2 separate regions of the Mus musculus genome follow, and region 1 is linked to region 2. A link is a contact called in public HiChIP or PLAC-seq data. All regions are on one chromosome and are shown on one strand. Each heading gives the region's core, a stretch centred on a gene start, on an enhancer-like site or on the middle of the called end of the contact. The rest is flanking DNA. Distances are from core to core; before and after follow the strand shown.

Region 1 (7,558 bases), core at 841-3,340, 74 kb after region 2:
TTCTCGGGCATCACACTCCAATAATCCACATAAGGAAAGCCTTGTCGAAAATCCCAGCAATTTAACTGAAGAAACTCTAAATGAAGAAGTTGATGCTACTTTGTCCAGTGCTAACTTGCAGCGGTCCTGGCATCTTCATGCTAGCGGCTGGTAGGTATATATCCAGTAAGAGAAATTCGAAGGCATTTCAGTAGAAGTACTCCTGCTAAGTGGGTGACATGACTCTTGGAGTCGCTGGTATGACACCTATACAATTAGAATGTATTAAGGTTAGTTGTCGGGACAGTCTATACACTCCCTCCCTAAAAGAATAACTGTCGTCTTAATTCCTTTCAGTCTTTGACATAAAGATTCAAAGCTCCCCGGCTCTGGCACCTTGCAGAATGCTAACTCTCAGAAGTTAATGCATTGTTTGGATGCTTCCTAGAGTCACCCGCAGTAGGATGAGTTCTGTGTTTGACTTGTCTTGTTAAAAAGTGTCTCCAGGAGCTTGAAGAACACCTCCAGCATTTGGAAACACAGAAGAGGGTGGAGAAGGTGATAAATTACCTTGGTATTTGGACGGAGCCCACAAACATACCTGAAGACCATGAGCCGGGTTTTGTGTTGCAGAATCAAGATAAAGTCATATTTAAAGGCATCCGACAGATAAAGCCAACCTCTGTCCTTTGGACCCTAACTTAGATCTCTAAGTTATCTTTTTTTGTTGTTGTTGTTTAATGAACGCAAGTGGCTGGTAGAGATAAACAACTTTTGGAACGAAGTAGAAAAACAGCAAAAGATAGTTCATATAAAGTGAAGATATTGACTTACTGAGCAAGAACCAATGCAGAAGCATTCCGAAGTTAGGGGACTTGGGAAACAAAGTTAGGAAGCCGCCCTTCACCGCTATCTGGAGGGAACCTCGCTGCTTCCCCGCTGAACAGAGACGAAAAGCCGCCGCTCTTTTGGGCGGGTGTGGCCGATAGAAACAAAAGGTTAAAACACAAAAGGCGGGGCGGAGGGCTAGGTCAGGGGAGCTCGGCAGGCTCGTGGTTCCCTTCCTATTCAGACTGGCTGAGATAGGCCCGGGGGTCGCCAACACCTAAGAGAGGATGGATCCCGACGAGGACAGCAATAGGTCATTCTGGGTGGGTCATTAAACTGAACCAAACCACGGAGGTGAGGGGAGCGGACTCTTAACTAATGGTCCAGGCCCCATCAGCTTCATCTGCGCAGCTCTTGACAGTCTGGAACCTGTGGCTTCCTCAACTGGACCCCAGCCCCCAAAAACTTCCCGGACTCCTATTAATTTGCTGGAACTCCCTTACCACCCAAACCCTGTCTACATTCTATTGTTGCACGCTTCGTGTCTCCAGAGCGCTCCAGAGACAGTGAAGTTTGAAAACGCGTGAGGAAATGACCCCCACCTCTGCATCTTTCTTTTTTTGTGACCAAAGTCAGAGCTTATGTGTGGGTGAGCCTGATCTAATTCCCATTCTTATCAGAACGTTTTCCTCCAATCTACACACAACCGGGGAAAAGCGAGGCAGTATCCAGTTTGGATGCCCTTCTTCTTAGCCCCTCACCACCCCTAAAGAAGAAGCACAAGAGATGAAGGCGTTTAAAATAAACAAAACAATCTGTGCGAGAGTTTAAAAGAACAAAAGAAAAGGAGAACCGGGAAAAGAGATACAATTAAAAAATAATAATAAAAGACAAGAAACAGAAAGAAACAGTCAAACTTGGCTGCTAGATCTATGACTTTGCCCTCGGAAGGGCTGGGAGCAGGGGGACCTGAGGGAAGCAGGACAAACAGGACAAGTCACTCACCTTCTCCCTCCACTTCGTCGCACTTTGAAGGGACATTGTTTCCATTGTTGCAGCCTGCGAGGCGCTAGGATACTTTTGCGCAGCCTGACAGCGGAGAAAGTCGCGTTGACAAAGTTGCGAGAAAGAGATACTCGGGCGTCCAGGGAGCTGGAGAAGGAGTTCATCAGAGTTTCCCCTTTTGTTCCAAGTCCCAGAGCAGACAAAGAGGCGGAGAGCCGCGGCAGGTTTCTCCCTCTCACCCCTTCCTCCTCTCTCCCTCCCCTCCCTCCCCGCCCCCTCCCTCTCCCCGCATCTCCCGCCCGACTCTAAGCCTTGGTGCGCAGCTCCGGCTGCTCTGTCCCCAAGACCAGCAACTCAGTCCCGACCCTCTCTCCTTCCATCTCCCCGAAAACTTTGCCCAGAAGATGCGGGTCTTGGTCCCTTCTCACACCCTTTGAACACCCAGCTTCCAGTCCGCGCTCTCACGCCCGGGGAAATCTCCAAACTCATTGTTTCCGGGAGATGCACCTCTTTGTTTGCACTTTCCCTGCCAATCAGGGAGAGGAGCGGTTCACTTTGGCAATGAGTTTCTGCCATTTCTCAGCATCCCAAGAGATGTAATATGAAGGAGCCAGTCAACCCTTTAAGGTAAGAGGTACAATCATAGGTAGGGCTCACAGATGCCTCTCCATCCATGACCCTCCATCCTATGTACCCTCTTCCAACCAACAGCCTGGAAGAATTCAAAGAAGTTCTAAGTGATGGAAAAGTCTCTTCTCCCTCCCTCATCAGTGCCCACACAGGACCCTAGGGGAAAACCCTCAAATCTGCATGGCAGAGGCCACTAAGTATCCCACAGGGACCTACACCTTGCCCTTGTAGGTTACCTGTTGCTGCTGGTACTATGCCACTCATGGGGGGTGGGGGGGGGCCTGAACAGAGACCACCGGCTCAAACCTCAGAGAACTTCCTCTTATCTCCAACTATATTAACAAGACTCTCAGGTTAACATGGCTCCTTCCCAAACCTACTGTTCCTTCCTAGTTCCCTTCCTTTCACAGCTACAGGGTCTTCCTCCTTCACTTCTAACTCCCCATCCTCTTCCCTCCCCCACCTTCTGGTCCTGGGCAAGCCAGGTGTCTTCCTTGTCTGGGAGTCTCTCAGTCTTTCTTAGAGCCTTCTGAAAATCATCCATCAGTTCCAGAACTGGGGTCCCCACTTTACACCGCAGCATTCAGCTCTCATCCCAACATGGTTTCCCCCCACCCCAGGAACTCAAAGCTGCACCAATTTCCTTTCTAGATCTCACCAGAATAGAAGAAAAGCAGGAAGGTGGGAGAAGGTAGAGGGACACGCAGCCTTTTATATTCAGTCTTCAGGGCAAAGGGGGTTTAAAAAAAAACACTCAAACATTCCAAAGCAAATATTCAACCTCCTGCTGGTGTCCACGCACCTTATATACTCTTTCTCCAAATCTAGACAGGGAAGACCCAATGAGTTGTTAAATGTGAGGGTAAAGAGATGGGGTGAAAGGGGGCATAGGGAGCTGTATTCCTGGCTAGGATTAAAGATGCGAAGAGGGGGTAGGAAGGGAACCTTGCTGGGTCTGGAATGTCATGGGTGTGGATCATAACAAGCACCCTTCCAGTGCTTGCCAAGTCTCTCCCCTAGGGGAGAACAAAGACTCTGTGAGAGGGCTTCCGTTCTGATCTCCTGGGGTCTGCACTGGGCCCAGTGTTCCTCTGTCAGACTGCCAGAGCGCGCACTCCGCTAGCTGTCTGAAACTTTGTAACCAACTTCCTCCGAATTAGCGCTCAAGGTTTGCTGGCCCAAAGAAACCTAGACAATAACATCCCAGAAACAGAGATGCGCTCTCCAAGGTCGGTCCTCCAACCTTGCTAGGTGCCGGTTCCCACCCGAATGCTGGACTGCCCTCTGCCAAAAGGCAAGCAGAGCACACTCAATCCATTAGTTCCTTTAAAAGCAGTTTCTTAAGTTGAGGACCCTGCTGGGTCTGGAATGTCGGGGGGGGGGGGGGGGGACAGAGTTAGGTAGAAGCAACTACTGGAAAATGTAGCAAAGTAATAAAGGATCCACAGGGAAGGGCAAGGACAATGGCTCAAGAGGCTCCAAGAGGGAGGACCAGGGAGCACTAGCAGGGCGCATACCCGCGCGGGTCCCGCCAAGATTGCACGGGTCCCGCAATCGCGCCTGGGATCCTGGCAACACGTGGCCACCAACTAGGGGTCCGCTGGGACCCTTACCTACTGGTGGCACCTACACAGTGTCCTGAAATTGCCCCTTATCTTGCGGAAGTTCAAAAGCCTCTTTTTAGGATAGGAATCTTGAATGCATCACAACCACAAAGAGGAAATATCCCCACCCACTTCTGTCTGGCACATTCTCCTCTTTGTTTAATTATGAGGATCTCCAGAATTTTGTTTTTAGGAGAAATGTACCCTCCCTCTGCAAATAAGCACTTCCTGCCCGCTCATCTTAAATATCTGCGTTAAAGGTCATGAAAAGCCCGTACAGCCGCTTCTGGAAAATACTCCCAATGTGTAGGTCGGGTCACCCTATGTAGTTTCTAACTCCTAAATAATATCCAGTTCTCCAGTTATCCTTACAGTGCACAATACTGCCAATCCTCCCTGGTGGCACACCCCCATAATCCCAATCTTTTGGATGCTGAGGATGTCAGATAACTGAATTCAAGACTATCTTGGGCTACAAAGTGAGCTCCAAAATAGCCTGGGGCTATTCTGTGATAGTGAGCCCCTGTGATGAAATTAAATAAATATATAAATAAATCGATTGATTAATTAATTAAAAAGAAAGATCAAAAAGATTCCCTGGAAATATCTCTTACTCAGGCAGCTCATGAAGGGTCTCAGGGATGGTCTTTGTCAGCACTGCTGTGTTTTAAAACATAGCTCTTGCTCTCAGTTAGAGTTACGATTGCTGCCATGAAACACGTTGCTGTTGCTGTTGTTGTTGTTGTTGTTGTCGTCGTCGTCATTGTCAAGACAGGGTCTTGTTATATATCCCTGGACTGCCTATGAAATTCACTATGTAGACCAGGTTGACTTTGTAATCACAGAGACGGACCTGCCTCTGCCTCCCAAATGTGGGAATTAAAGGAGTCTACTACCATGCCCAAGCTTGATTTAAGGCTTCTAACAATGACACTTGGCTGCATGACCCTCCCTTTTGACTTCTGTGGTCATTGCCTTCTTTGCACTCTAAGACCACTGTGGTTGGTACAGAGGGGCAAGCCACAGGTGCCAGGCAGCAAAGCCCTTCAGAGTAGGCCTTACATAGAAGATGTTAGACACACTCCAACTCCTGCACTGGGAGGTGGGACTGTGTTAAACTCTTCTAGTCTCACTGTGGTGCCCAATGTTAAGCCTTAGTTAGCCACAGCAGTCATCTCTTAGGGAGCCAACTCTGTGTTAGCTAGCTGCCTCACGTTCTCCTTTATCCCTCTCTTTCCTTCTTCTCGACCCTGCTTATTTGCATGCTCCCTTCTCTCCTGGTCCTTCTAGAGTCACATCCCAAATAGACTACAGTACCTGCTGCTAAGTCCTACCCTCACAGCTTCCTAGGGAATTCAACATAAGAAACCTTTTCATGTAGTCCTTCTAGAGGGAAGAACACATTCTGTTTGGAGACAGAAGGTAGCAGATCACATTTTCCCTAGAAGAGAATTCTGTTCAGTAATAACAAATGTTTAGGGACTGCACTTAATTAGCTATGCAATAGTTTAAGATCAGTTATATTGTGCTCACTGAGAGAGAAGTAGGAATAAATAGAATCATATATTACCTATGAGAGCTGTATACACAGGTTCATAATGGTCATATCCAGTTCCTTCCTCTAATGACAACAGTCAGCAAGGCAATCGGAAATACTAACTAGAAATCTCTCTTTTGAAAAAGGAATTCAAGGGGCTGGAGAGATGGCTCTGCAGTTAAGAGCACTGGCTGCTCTTCCAGAGGACCTGGGTTCAATTCCCAGCACCCATGTGATAGCTCACAATTGTCTGTAACTTCAGTTCCAGGGAATGCAACATACTCTCTCTCTCCCTCTCTCTCCCTCTCTCTCCCTTTCTCTCTCTCTCTCTCTCTCACACACACACACACACACACACATATTTGCATATAGGTATATATACATACATTTGTATATATGCAAAACGCCAATGCATATAAAATAAGTAAATAAATCTTTTTTAAAATTGCCTTGTTCATAAAAGAAGAAAAGTAAAGAAAATTGAATTCAAAGGAACAAAAAGGCAGAGGCAGACTGATCAAGCAAATGCCTAGCATGTACAAGGTCCTGGGTTCAGTCCTCAATGACACATTACAAAGGAGGAGGAGAAACAGAAGGAAGATGAGGAAGGGACTGAGAAGGAAGAAAAGGAGAAGGAAAAGGAAGAGGAAGACTAAGATATGGAAGATGAGGAGGGGAAGGGGATGAGGAAGAAGGAGACAAAACAGGAAGAAGTTTTTGATGGAGATTCAGACAATGGTAAAGCTAAGAGGGAGTTACGACTGTATGACTGAGACCTACAAGCCCTCAGCAAACTTCTCAGGTGCAGTAGCAGCTGTTTCCATAGCGAATGAGATAATACACAGGTCTTATTTTCATCATAGCCACCATAATAAGCAAGTCATGAAATGATCACATAATTTTAAGATTCTAATGCTGTCCCTAGCTCTGGCGTTCTCTCTATCCTATACTAGATCCTTCCACTTCTGCTTTCTGGAAGTTCTCACTCGGCACAGAACAACAATGTTGCACACCTCCTTTGAGTGAAGTGAGTTTCTTGGATTTGGCATGTGGGTGGGAGCGTGGGTGTGCACGAGCATGTGCACACACTCGAAAGCATACACACCATGGTGCTCATGTGGAGATGAGAAAACAGTGAGGAGATGGTGTTTGCCTTCCACCATGCTTTAAGGCAGAGTCTCTCCTGTTTCTGCCCAAGTTCATCTTTGAAAACGTACACAAAGCTCAAATAAATGTTTTAACCATTTTCTAGCTGGGCATCAGATTCAATGTTATATGTTGGGCTGGATGAATTCTTTCACTTTTATGGGAGTGTGTTGGGGAGCATATGTGTACCATGGTGTGCTTATGGAGGTCAGAGGAGAATCTGCAGGAGCCCATTGTTTCTACCACGTGGGACCCTAGGATCTAACTCAGGCCGCCAGACTTCCAATCAAGCATCTTTACACAGGGAACAAAGTCTAAACTTGGTTTTCTTTTAGACCATTATCACTATTTCATTTTATTCCTATGGATGTTTTGCCTGTATGTATGTCTGTGTACCATGAGCATGCCTGGTACCCAGAGAGACGAGAAGAGGACAGGACCCATTGTGAGCCACCATTTGGGGTTAGAAATCAAACCCAGGTCCTCTGGAAGAGCAGCCAGTGCTCTTACCTGCTGAGTCATCTCTCCAGTCCCTCAGTTGTTTTCTTTATGAGTTGATGATAGTGCTGTTCAAGAAAGAAAGAAGACAGAGGCGGGAGGGAATGAGAGAGAGAAAATACCAATTACTAAAATACAGGCAGGACCTTACAATGTATGATATACTTCATTTTTACAACAGCCCAAAGAAATCAAGAATCAGGTGTTCTCAGTTTTTATTATTGACTTATAGACTTGGGGGCCCCTTTTAAACAATACTGTGGGCTCAGTACATCTTTATCTTAGCAAGTCTTTGTTTAGTTGGGGCAGTGGTTCTCAACCTTCTGCTTTG
Region 2 (6,818 bases), core at 3,626-6,125:
AGGGCAATCTCTTGAACGTTAAGTAGGAACGTCAGAATGTTCTTATTGCCGCTATTCCTGGTTACTTGTGCTATGACCAAATACCTAAAGATGCAGAGAAGGACTTGCTTCTGCAAACATTTTGAGGGCACCGTCCACCGTCCTTGGAAGGCTTGGCACCAAGAGCAGGTGGACCGGGGTACCAACTGTAGCAGGAGCAGAGAAAGGGGGATACCAGAGCTCAGATGGCTTTCTTTCTTTTCTTTTTGTTTCATCAAGAATCAAGCCCATGGAATGGAACCCTACACATTCAGTGTGGCTGTTCTCCCTCTGTAAACACCCTTATAGACATATCTAAGGATGTGGCTCATTAATGTTCTCATAATCCGATCATGTTGATAATCATTATTAACCAGTGAAATTCCTAAATATGCTCAGAACTAAATCCAGAATGCTCAAAGCAGTTTTGCCAAATAAAGAGTACTTAGGGATAATGTATCTTATTCCAGCTCTAAACTACTTCAGGGCAAACTGATGTTAATTCTGGGATCCAGTGTTTCCAGAGCCAAATGATCCATAATCTAGAAGATATAAATACATCTACTGTAGCAAAATAAATTATAACATCGCTTTCAGGCCCTTTATCTCGTCTCCTACAGAATCTAGGTACTAGTACAGTCATAAGATACAAGAAAACAGTTAGAGCCGAGGAAATGCCTCAGACAGGGAACAACGTTTACCAAGCAAGTCTGGTGACCTGAATTCAAGTCTGGAACTGGCTGGGCGATGATGGTGCATGCCCTTAGTCTCAACACTACGGAGGCAGAGGAAGGCAGATTGCTGAGTCTGAGGACAGCCTGGTCTACAGAACAAGTTCTGGGACAGCCAAGACTACACAGAGGATCCCTGTCTTTAAAAAAAAGAAAAAGAAAAAGTGCCTGGAACCGGCTTATAAAGCCAGATCTGGTTGCATACATCTGTAATCCCAACAAAAAGATGGGAAGCAAAGACAGAACAAGTAGGAGAAAGCTCTTGGGCCAGCTAGCCTGAAGTTGACTGCTCAGAGTTAGAGACCCTGCCTCAGCAAGGTTTGGAAGATAAAAAACCAACTTCTCAAAGTTGACCTCTAACCTCAACACACTGTGGCACAAGTACACACACACAAACATACATACATACATACATACATACATACATACATACACACACACATTTAATTAAAAATAAAACTGGTGATGACTGGTTGAATATATATATACAATACACAAGTAGTAGATCATAGAAGACACAATTTTGACCAGTCAAGGGCACAATTTACAGAGTACATGGTAAGAGAGCATGCCAGTAGACTACCTCGGGTACTAAGCTGACCAGTGGAAAGGGATACTGAAGAAAGATATCACACAAAGAATAGCAGTATTTAAGGTAGCTTGACCACTACAATCGGTCTAAATCTGTATGTTATGAACAACCTAAAAACCAGAAAGTGAATTATTCTTAGACACCAGTCTATTTTGGCCAGCATACACAGTAATATCCATGGTAAATAAGTCAGGCTGGCTACTGCTCCATTGGTTGAGTACTTTGCGAGTATACACAGGCTCTGGGCTTGGTTTGCAGCACTATATAAGTGAGATGTGATAGCTCATATCTGCAACCTCAAGCATGCTGAAGGTAGAGACAGGATGAGCTTAAGATCAAGCATGTCTTTACTGCATAGAAAGTCCAAGAACAGCCTGGGCTACATGAGGTCTTGTCTGGGGGCCCTGGGGACTTATGAGCAATATGCTCAAGAAGACACATGAGTATCATCATAAAGTTGGGAGCTTTCTTTCAGTACTGTATGACCTCACCACAAGACAGTACAGGGTGTTTCTAAAGTATCACAAAGAAGCACCTTCTTTGTGCTTAGTCTTGAGATACACTGTTCATTTCAATGCCCAATGGTGACACCTGACACTCACAGCTTGAAAGGCAACTTGACTTGTCCGAGCCAGTTATACTCCACATAAAAGTTCATCACATTCAGAAAAAAACAAATTTCTTTCCTCAATATTTCTATGACATTCCACAGCCTACCTGAGGACAGTGTTTGACAACTGTCCCAGCCATGCAGTGAGAAAAGCAATCCTGACTGGAAGGCACAGGGAGGCATGACTTCCCAGGCAGTACAACCCTCTACAAGTGAAGGAAGCATTCAGAGAGGCTTTGAGTATCGATGTCTTTTCACTTGAAGTAGAAGAAAATATTCAAAATGACAGCAATAAAGTCAGGCAATGTGGGTGGTCCACGCCTGTAATCTCAGAATTTAAGAAGTGCCTACATAGAGTCAAAGACAGCCTCAGCTATACAGCAAGTTCAAGGCCCATCTGGACCACATGAATTCCTGTCTCAAAAGAAGAGACAGAAAGAAAGGAAAGGAGGGAGGGAGGGAAATAAAAGAAAATCAGGGAGGCAAGGAAGGAAGAAAGAAAGTTGTAAGATTTACTGAAAGAAAAAGAAGCAATTCTAAGACTGTGAATCCCTTCAAAGGGCACTGCAGTCCCCACAGACATTCAGATCTGAATGTGGTCATGGCCTCATCGTCCTTTACGTTCTAATTTAGATTAATTAAGCATGTAAATGAACTTAAAGCATACTATAGGGGGGAGGGGGACAAGACTGGAAAGAATGGGAGTTAGTCCATCAGAGAATCCTTGGGAGCCTTTGATCCTCAAACCCAAGGCACCAAAGAGAAGACTCATTTCTTCTTTAGATTCTTCCTTGGAAGGGTGCTGGCTAGGGAGAAGGAGACAGACCTTAAGGAAGCAGTGAGTGCCTTAGCTCTAGTAGCCTCCTATGTCCACATCTTGCTGTTTTACCTTAAAAAAAAAAAAAAAAAAGCAAAACAATCATTTATAACCTGAAGCTGGGTAGAGAGCTTGCTGTGAAAGAATAAAGACAAAAATTTGATCCTCAGAATCCATATTTTAAAAAGCCAGGTATGTATCCTGTTTATAATCCCAGGAAGTCCTGTGGGGCTCTAGGTCTCACTGGCCAGCTAGCCAGCTAGCCTAATTTTTTTCAAAAATGGTTGACTTCTAGCTTTCATGCGCACACACACACACACACACACACACACACACACACACCCCACAAATTCATCAGCGTAACTGAACACCACCACAGCTCTAGCTTCTTGGCTTATCCTCATGTAGGTGATTCCTAAGTTATATTTATATATGACGCCTCTCACCTGTCACTCTGAAATTTTCTGATGTGTTCTCATCAGAACTTTGACCTTCACTCCCTTGTCCACAGTATTTCTGTGAACATGTGTGTATAGAAAATCTCATAGGTAATCTAAGTGCAATCTAAAATCAAATCTTATTCTAATGATTTAAAATTAGGTAAACCCAACATAAAGCAGGTGACTTATAAGCTACGGAACTAACTGCTAGTCCTTCTAAGTCCCCATTACCACCGTTTTCAACCTTAAGTATCTTTACCTTTCCAGGATTTCTTGGCATTTGACACAGTTTTATTCTACAAATACGCCAATCTCCTTATTTGCAGATCTACAACATCCATGAACAACATCCATGGTCCACTTATTTCTAAAAATAACTTCAGCTAAAATTTACTTTATTGGTCAGTCCAGAGGGGTTGAGACAGAGGACCTGAGGCTCAGAACTCAAGCTCTCAGAGACAGTTCCAGTCCCTACAATTGCTTCCTACTGGCAGACTACAGCAGTACAGCCTAGGGAATTTAAATGACCGATTTACCCGGGGAAAGAAAGCTTATTTTTAGTGAGGGTGGAAAAAAAAAATGTTGATTTAATTTATTTTACTGGCTGTGAATCTCCTTTGGAAAGGAGAAGTAGAGTTTGATTAATTAGATTAGCAAATGCAATAAAGTGTTTATTCACTTGGGTGAATCACGGCTTCCCTGGGTTAGCTGAATTTTATTTTAGGTTTTCAAACCTGTCCAGTAGGTAGCAAGATGGAAGCCAAAAGCCCTTCCACACCACACTGCTTTCAAGCATCTTTTCATATGTTAATTTGATCGTTTTTTTCCCCCAAATCTGCAGGCAGACATATTTCACAGCCCCTCCCCCTCTCTCACAGGGGGAGGGGCGGCATATGGATCATACACACAGATGACAGGAAATTAACCACACTACTCATTACCATTTGCTATGCTTCTGGGTTTTAGCAGGTTTTTCCTTTCCTATTGACTTTCATTGCAAATTTTCTTTCTACCCAGCACAAAAGCTCCAAAGAAATTAGGTCAGCAATTTATAAGGTCATTAGAAAATACTTATTAGAACAAACCGTTGCAATTGTAAAGAAAAAAAAAATAGTTGTTACCATCCTCCAATGGCTGCCAGCCTTTTTTTCTTCCTTCTTTTCATGGTCTGTCTTCTTCAGGAAGTCCCTTTGATGTATCTTGCTACACAAAACCATTCCCTGACTCATTTGTTACTGAGACTTTACCAGAGCAACAGCTGTTCAAACAACACACTTGCCTCTGAAAGTCTGGGAAAATTGGGGACAATAATCAAATTAAAATTCCAGGTCTACACTCTTTTGACAGAATGCAGCCGGTTTTGATGTTTTATATTAAAGCATATTACATTAAAAGGGATTCTGCTGCACGGTGTACTGGGTTCTCCCAGTAATGTGCTGATGGCGTTTCACAAGGAGGAAAAGCTGGTAATTCACCAAAAAGGGGAGAAAAAAAAAAATCAAACATTTTTCTAAAAATTTTTTTTCTCTTTTTCTTGTTATACTTGATTTTTTTTTTTAAACCCAAAAGAATGGAGCTTGAAATCCTAGCAGATGGGGACCACTGGACAGCATCAGACTCAGAATAACAATACAAAACTGAAGTGTGGGGCGGCTGGGACACAGGCATCTTGGGTGGCTTCTGATAAACAGGAAGCCCCATTGATTTCAGCTGAAGGTAGAACTGAGCGCTTTTATCCAAAGGCTGTGAAAATCACCTTCTCCGAGAAAGGTTAACATCTCTCGAGTTCTCTGAAAAAAGGCAGAAGATTACAGGATCACAGCTGCCTTCATGTTAATGAGGTACAGGCAACTGGCCTTGAGCTTTGAAAGGAAGAAGGGAGAAATCAAAATCAGAGCGCATTCACCCGTCTGACAGTATCCCCTGCCTCCATCTGCAACACATCCATACACTGACTGGGCTAGGCAGGGAATTTAACGGTATCGGAGATCAAACAGCTTTAATACTTTGAATTACCCTGAAAATAATGCCTGCCTCAGAACAGAAGTAGCACGCAGGGCAGCTCAAAGAATAGCATTCTCTTCTCACCTGTTCTCCAAGATCCCACCATAGCAGCTGGTCCCCAAGGGTTCTGACTAACCACTTCCACAATCCTAGCTGGGCTGTTTCCTCCTACCCACTAAAGGTCAACGGTTCCCACTGTCCAGTTGTGTCTTTACAAACCAGTTTCATTAATCTTCCTAGAAAGCAGGAGGAGCCTGTGGTGGTTTGAATATGCTTGGCCCAGGGAGTAGCAATGCTAGGAGGTGTGGTCTTCTTGGAGGAAGTGTGCTACCATTGGGGTTGGCTTTGAGACCCTCCTCTTGGGTGCCTGAAAGCCAGTCTCCTCCTAGGAACAAGATGTAGAATTCTCAGCTCCTAAGCGCCACACCTGCCTAGACACTGCCATGCTCCTCCCTTGGTGATAAAGGACTGAACCTCTGAACCTGTAAGCCAGCCCCAGTTAAACGCTGTCCCTTATAAGATTTGCCTTGGTCATGGTGTCTCTTCACAGCAGTGGAAATCCTCACTAAGTAAGACAGACCCATTCCAAAACCCTCTGGGCAATGCAAAGTAAGATCTGAGTCTTTATGATGTTCCTACCAACTATCCACATTCCTAGCACACACTCCACATCTCAGTCAGAATCCCAGATCTGTACCTCTTATTAAAATATACACACAGGGGGAAAAAAAAACCCACACAGACAGACAGGCAGACATGCAAAAACCCTGGACTTTGGCAAGTACCCCTGGGATCCTTCCTGTACCTTCCTTGGGCCTTCATCCTCATCCTTCTTTGACTTGCCCTACATCGAATTTAGACTCAGAAAATGCACACTCTCCCAGGTCACCCTGTATGCACCTATTAGGGAGCATCCACACGTTATATTTCATTGCTATAACCATTAGTCTCTACCCTCTAGACTGAGAAGTGAGACACAAGGGCTGAGCCTTATCCTTGTTGGAGTTCAAAATAAATAACCAGTCAATAAAATAAGATAAAATAAACCAGTTAGGACAACATTGTCACCCAAACAGTCCCTAGAGCCCACGACAAATATTTTCTTTGGAAATGAGTTGACAATAGAGTTGCCTTTCACTTTACAATGTTTCCACAAATATAGAAAAGTGGCACACAGTATGTATTTAACAGATGTCTGATAGTACATAAAGAAACACAAGGAGCAACAGTGTCATCAGGACATTAAAATATCAAGTTTTCTTCACTAAAACTATTTGTCAGACACAAAAGAGAAGAGAGCATGCAAGTTCCATACTTGTGGTGCAAGTGCTGGGACTGACTGAGTACTTCCCATCCCACAAAGTGTGATAGTCCCTCAGGCTCATAGGGACTGGCACTGTTGGAAAGTGTGGCCTTGCTGGAGGAAGTGTGTCACTGGAGGCCAGCTTTGAGGTTTCAGAACCCAGGTCCAGTGTCACTCTCTCCTCCTTTGGCTCCAGAAAGAGAACGAGAGTTCAGCTACCTCTCCAGAACCACATCTGCCTGCATGCTGTCATGCTTGTCACCATGATGATGATGGACTAAACCTCTGAGCTGTAAGCCAGCT

The links. HiChIP or PLAC-seq counts read pairs in DNA pulled down with a chosen protein or histone mark.
Region 1: an H3K4me3 HiChIP or PLAC-seq map of embryonic forebrain shows a contact between it and region 2, with 2.4 times the contacts expected there. The contact joins the promoter of 2610307P16Rik here to the enhancer-like site in region 2. A contact is called at or near these places in 1 of 15 datasets of contacts at CTCF or cohesin (the NIH/3T3 cell line), 7 of 484 Hi-C or Micro-C datasets (bone marrow-derived dendritic cells, double positive thymocytes, embryonic stem cells and 3 more) and 3 of 115 datasets of contacts at active chromatin or transcription factors (embryonic forebrain, embryonic midbrain and embryonic stem cells).

The regions. Positions count from the first base shown.
Region 1 is chr13:28,883,332-28,890,889 of GRCm38.p6, forward strand. It overlaps 2610307P16Rik (RIKEN cDNA 2610307P16 gene), which reads right to left and starts at 2,091. Exons shown (of 8, transcript NR_045054.1): 1 at 1,813-2,091; 2 at 1-246. Gm34639 (a long non-coding RNA gene) reads right to left here. Exons shown (of 5, transcript XR_382148.2): 5 at 6,223-7,295.
Region 2 is chr13:28,806,851-28,813,668 of GRCm38.p6, forward strand. All of the region lies in intron 2 of 2610307P16Rik (RIKEN cDNA 2610307P16 gene), which reads right to left. Among named protein-coding and RNA genes, the nearest start is that of 2610307P16Rik, 75 kb to the right of the region's middle. Within about 2 kb of position 4,876, at least 52 of the 459 cell types and tissues checked have an H3K27ac peak or open chromatin away from gene starts, as enhancers often do. A contact at or near this core is called in embryonic forebrain, embryonic stem cells and muscle stem cells, where this site is marked.